Linked DNA regions of Mus musculus: region 1 is linked to region 2. Evidence: chromatin contacts called from public Hi-C data. All regions are on one chromosome and are shown on one strand. Each heading gives the region's core, a stretch centred on a gene start, on an enhancer-like site or on the middle of the called end of the contact. The rest is flanking DNA. Distances are from core to core; before and after follow the strand shown.

Evidence for each region. Hi-C and Micro-C count contacts between places; a contact is called where the count stands out from the background.
Region 1: a Hi-C map of regulatory T cells shows a contact between it and region 2, with 6 times the contacts expected there. The contact joins the promoter of Chaer1 here to the promoter of Aasdh in region 2. A contact is called at or near these places in 2 of 484 Hi-C or Micro-C datasets (CD4 T cells and regulatory T cells), 4 of 115 datasets of contacts at active chromatin or transcription factors (effector CD8 T cells, extraembryonic endoderm stem cells, memory CD8 T cells and 1 more) and 2 of 9 other capture datasets (adipose tissue and liver).

The regions. Positions count from the first base shown.
Region 1 is chr5:77,138,812-77,141,793 of GRCm38.p6, reverse strand. Chaer1 (a long non-coding RNA gene) reads left to right here and starts at 1,489. Exons shown (of 2, transcript XR_880410.2): 1 at 1,489-1,564.
Region 2 is chr5:76,904,031-76,906,992 of GRCm38.p6, reverse strand. Aasdh (aminoadipate-semialdehyde dehydrogenase) reads left to right here and starts at 1,517. Exons shown (of 16, transcript NM_173765.4): 1 at 1,517-1,570; 2 at 2,613-2,784.

The DNA of each region.
Region 1 (2,982 bases), core at 240-2,739, 230 kb before region 2:
CTTTGCTAAAATTTTCTCATTAAGAGGGAGGGAGAAAGGGAGAGAGTGAGAAAAATAGATAAAAGAGAGAGAGAGAGAATATCAAAGTTGAGTTTTTAGTTTTCAGGGTTGAGAGACAGCTTGAATAGAATATAATCTCTGGGCATTAGCAAAGCCAACATTGCAAGGACTGGGTCTCCCCGGATCTGAGACAAGTCACAAGGTAGTCAAACTTTCCTGGCGCTTCAGTGGGAACAGCATTTAGCTAATTCCTAGAAAAGAAAACACTGAACCAGTCCACATCTGCCGGTTAATCTAAGAGAACACGCTGGCTCCCGGTGCTTACTACCCCCCAGGGAGGAGACAAAACGGAGCTCGCTCATAAATTAATGTTTCTGCAAGCAAACTAAAATTTACTGCTGTTCTTCAGGGAGTTCTGCCTTCAAGTAATGCAGTGAGAAAGTCCTCCCTACCCCCCCCCAACATGCACTCACACACACACTCATATAGACACTCACATACACATATATACATTCACATACACTTACATGCTCACACAGTACATACACATTCACACACACATAACAGATACTCACATCCAGGTACACACACACACTCACATACACACACACATACACTCACATATTTACACACACTCACATACAGGAATGTGCACATAATCACACACACACATTCTCACACACTCATAAGCACATATGTAGACGCGCACACATGCACATACACGCCTTGACAAAGTACTCTTGCTTTACATTCAGCTCTTTTTTTCTATTCCCTCCCTCCCTCCCTCCCTCCCTTCTTCCTTCCACACATACTTTCTGAACCATTGCGCGTGTTGCATGATTTTTAGGTGACATTTCTGGAAACAGCAGTGAATAAATGAAATAATAAATTAGGCATGTTCATCCTTCTGGAAAAACAGTAAGTGACAGGACGCTGGTGAGGGCCACTATGATTTTAAGCAAATGGTCAGAAAAGGTCCAGTAAGTAGCTGAGGCTGGGTGCGATGGGGTGCGCCTATCATCCCAGCACTCAGAAGTCAGAGGCAGGGGGATGGAAAGTTGAGGCCAGCCTGGGCCACAATAGAAAGATTCAATATAAAAAAGAAAAAGGAAAGGAAAGGAAAGGAAAAGAAAGGAGAGGAAAAGAGTAACTACAATAAAACTGTGATGAAGTCAGCGAGAAAGAAAGCCTTGTAGAGATCTGAGGGCAAAGCTGGAAACCCGAACTACAAACTACAGGAGTTGGCAAAGACGACAAGCCGAGAGAGGTGGCAAAGAAGGCAAGCCGAGCCAGTCCTGCGGCTGGATCTCGTTCTTCTCTCAATATTTTATGTTTGTTGTCACAGAGAGTTGCATTAACGTTGATGCTACATTAAAGAGCTACTGTCTTGACTCCTGATCGGCACATTGACCACATTGATGTCACTTCCTCCTAGTGTGGCTGCAGTGGGGTGGAGCCAGGGGGAGGGACGAGGTGGGGTGGGGGTGGGGCTGCTAGGAAAGCACTGTGGAATTCAGAGTGAGGAGGGACTGGAGGGAGCTGGGTCTCCATTCTGCATTTACTGGTAAGCCCCTGGGGTGCTGTGTGTTTTCTGAAGCTACCACAGCAAGTCACCACAAGGCTGTGACTGACACAACGAAAGCTTGCTGTCATTCTGCAGACTAGTAGTCCAGCATGGCCTCAGGGGACAACATGAAGCCGTTGATATGACTGCATCTCTTACTAGAAGATTCTTAACCAATTCCAAAGTCATCTAGGATGACATTTCCTAATACAGTGTAGAAAAGTCTAATCTGAGAATGTGATGTCACTCACATTCTCCAGTGGCTTTATTAGAATTTCTGTATTAAAAAAACATAAGGAAAAACCTCTTGACTGTTAAGGGGGAACTTGAGGAGAACATCTCCGGGGATTACTAAATATGATGATTTGAAGACTTTCTCAAGATCTTCTCAGCAGGCTTTCAGAAGCTGGCTTCTACTTCTTTGTCTTGCTAGTGACATTTGGGGACAGTGCTTAGAGGACTCAGGTTGCCTTCCCCTTGCTGCTGGCTTCTGGCCCTCTTCCTTCATATCCAAGGTCAGCATATCGGTTTCTGCAATCCACTTTCCTCCTCCATGGCAGGTGAGGGGTGGGGTACGGATGCCACAGTGTGTGTGGAGGTCAGAGGACTGTAAAATTGTTTCACTCTGCCCACCTTTATATGGCTTCTGGGTATTGAAGTTGTGTCACCGGGCTTGTGAGTTGTCTCCCCAGCTCCATGGGAACTAGTACGATCAGAGTGGGCCACTTAAACAAACCAGGACAGCCTTAAGTTAAAACTGGCCTGCAAGCACCCCTTTAAAGGTCCTTTTTACTAGGGACTGTAACCTAGCCATGGCCTCCATGGATCAGGACTTAGGCATCTCCAGGGAACTGCTGTTCTGCCCACCACGAAGGATTTGAGCGTTGGCTGATTGCTTGCCCTCTACCTGGCAACTGTTCCCTCTGCTCAGGTGAAAGCAGCTAGAGGCAGTGGGTGGGACAGAGAGGACAGGAGAAGAAGCAGGGGACAAGTGAAGAGGCTCTAGCTACAATTCGGAGTGGAGGCTCCAGCCAAGGGAGGGGACAGCTATGCAGGACAGAGTCAGGCCGATGACACTGAGTCTCATGCATTAGCTCGACTAGGTTACAGTCTGCAGTTACTGAAACACTAGTCTGGGACTGCAGTGAAGATATTTTATGTGTGTGACTAAGAAGATAGATTAGTGGATGAATCACTTTTTGGTATAACATGAGTACAAACAGCCAGGCAGGTAAGATGGCTGTCTATACTACCAGCACTTGAGCAGCAGAGACGGGGTTCCCAGGACAAGCTGGCTAGCTAGCTGAGCCAGGAATGTCAAGCTCTGGGTTCAGTGAGAGACCTTACTTCAAATCAAGTCACATTCCTCCACATCAACTTTGGACTTTCATATGAAAGCCCACATAATGCAGGGACAC
Region 2 (2,962 bases), core at 268-2,767:
CAAACCAGTAACCACCATTATTCCAGTCTCTGATTCAGGCCTTGAGTTCCTGTCCTGACTTGTGATAGTGATAGTGCTTTGATAAATCTTGGTTCCCCCAAGTTGCTTTTGGTCATGTTTTATCACAGCAATAGAAAGCTAAGAGAACAAATACAACACTTAAAAAGGTGTTTGGCGAGGCCCATAGTACACAGGAAAATGTGGTTTTCAAACAGGTATTTCCTGCACTGTTTGGAGGGACAGATGAGAAGGCAGATCTGATTCCATGACAGGCTTCAAATTAGCAGTTTAGGAGACTAGGCCTAAGGTCAGGCAAATCAGTTACTAGAAGAAGAAGAAAAAAAAAGGCTTCAGGCAGTTAGTCAGAACTGCCCTGATATCTGAGACTGCCTGGCCACCTAGCCTGAGGTAAGGACAATGGGTCAGCAACAGTTTCCAGACTTCCTCTACAAAGATTTCTAGACTTCCCAGTAACAATGCCTAGAGATAAGTAAGATAAAGCTCTCCTACCCTGGAATTCCAATGTGCTTTCAATGGAGCCTGCGAGCTCATTTGCTTTTACTCTGTGTCTTTGTAATGGGGACGACCCCACCATGCTGAGCTACAGAATAAAACACACTTTGTGTTTACATACTATTTGAGTCCAGGGTGTCATTCTTCATGGACCCTTACAAGCTTCTGTTTTCCAGCAGATAAGGACACACTCCTTTGTTTTTTAAGGCACTGTATGTAGATAGTGCTTAGCCACTTCCACCTCTCCCCCCAACAGGAACCAAGACAAAAATCCCATCTTTCCTCTCTGCGAGGGCACAGTAACTCACCACAGTGGTGACCCTTCCCATTTATTGTAATAATTGTGCCATCGGAAAAACACACATCCAGGCATACAGTGGCTTTAGGGACTGCTGTTGACCTCAGACAGGCCTGGGTTTCCTCATAGGGAAGTGTTGTAAATAGCTGCAAACGCCAGTTAGGAGTTTCATTCTGACAGGGGGCTTCCCTGGCATACTTCACCGCTGCCATGACGGTCGCAACCAATCTTGAGTATGTTCCCAGAAGGTGTGGAGGGGATAAGCCAAATTTACTCGCCAATTAGGCGGTGATTACTTCACTTCAGCCTTTGGGATATTTCTACCCGCACTTTAAGGAACGAGGAGACTCCGGGTCTCGGAGATATGGCTCTGCTGTCAAGGAAGCTCACTGGCCATCCAGAGGTCCCTTCTAGGTCTCCAGCACCCATGTGGTGGCTCACAACCACCTGGGACTATGCTCCAGGGAATCATCGGCCCCTGCAGGCACACGGAACACTCAAATTCACGCAGACGCACAGGCATGTTGCCTGAAGCGTCACCTTCAGCGGCAGGGCTGAATCCGCACGGACCAAACCCGTTGGGCCAAACGCGGCGGAGACCTGTGCGCCACGTCTGGGCGGAGCCCCGTAGGCGAGAGCCCGCCCCCCGACGCTGGAGTGACGTCACGGGCGCCCGAAGATGACGCAGAGGTCCGTTTTACGGCTGCTGAGCGTCTGCGGCTGGGCTAGGAAGTGCACGCCACGCGCTGTCGTGAGAAGGTGGGGCGGGAGAGCGCGGGCGACCCGGGGAGACTTTGTGAGCTGCCGGACCCCAGCTTGGAGCGGCTGTGTGGGTCACCTCGGTCACCTGCTGCGCCACCTCTTAGCGTGGTTCCGAGAGCCAACGAGAGGCTTTTGTGATTGTAATTAAGGTGGCTGCGTGAGAAGTATAAGATGCAGACGGATAATTTACCTATATATATAATGCCCAGTATAGGGAGAACCCTTAAGATCAGGATCTGTTGGTGATTAAATGGCTTTATTTACAGTTGTACATTACCGAGCTGCTAATCTTAAGGCTATAACACGAAATTTGCTTGCTAGGTCATCCCTTTTCATGGCTCACTTGTTTTTCTTTCCTTTTCTTTTTTTTTTTTTTAATTTAAAATTGTGCGTGTGTGCGCGTGCAGCATGGTGAAGAAACAAAAAGGACCTTTCGGAAGTGGGTTCTCTCCTTCCATTATGTGAGTCCCGTGATCACACTTAGGTTTTCTGGTGTGATGGCAAGTTAGTTTCTCCACTGACCCATCTCGATGGCCCAAGTCAGTCTGAAGGGAGGGGAGGGGGACAAAGACAGGGACAGAGACATAAAATTCAATGGCTGACATGAATATCTGGACAAGACTGAATTTTGCCACTGGGAGCTTTTAAATTCAAAGTAGAAAAACTCCTTAATTATAGATTTTGTGTGGTGAGTTTTGTAGCTAGTTATAAAAATGACATTTTAAGAACTAAGTTATAGCCGGGCGTGTTGGCGCACGCCTTTGATCCCAGCACTCAGGAGGCAGAGGCAAGCAGATTTCTGAGTTCGAGGCCAGCCTGATCTACAAAGTGAGTTCCAGGACAGCAAGGGCTACAGAGAAACCCTGTCTCGAAAAAACAAAACAAACAAAAAAAACCTAAGTTATAGTCTTGTTATTCTACTGCTGTGAATTATGTTAGTAGATTATATTTTCTTGTGAGAAAATAGCAGTTACACGTGCTTGCTTTTTAGAGAAAAGGCAGCTTTTAAACAGACTTTTTTTTTTTTTTTTAATTTTAGGTATAGCAGTGTTTTACCTGCATGTATGTAAGTGCACCATGTTCGTGCCTGGTGTCTTCAAAGGCTGTGGGATCAGCCAGAACTGGAACTATGGACTGTATTGAGCTCCCCAGTTGGGTGCTGGTATGGAATCTGTGTCTTCTGAAAGAACAAGGACGGTTTAACTCCTGAGGTACATCCCCAGGTTCAAACTAGATTTTTGTAAAAATATGTATAATACATTAATGTGGAAAATTGGGCGCTTAACAAAATTTATTTGGGTATTCTGTGGTCTTCTGTAGGCAAAAATAGCAGGAGATACTCTACTGCAATAGCCTTTTTTTTTTCTTTTTCTTTCTTTCTTTTTCTTT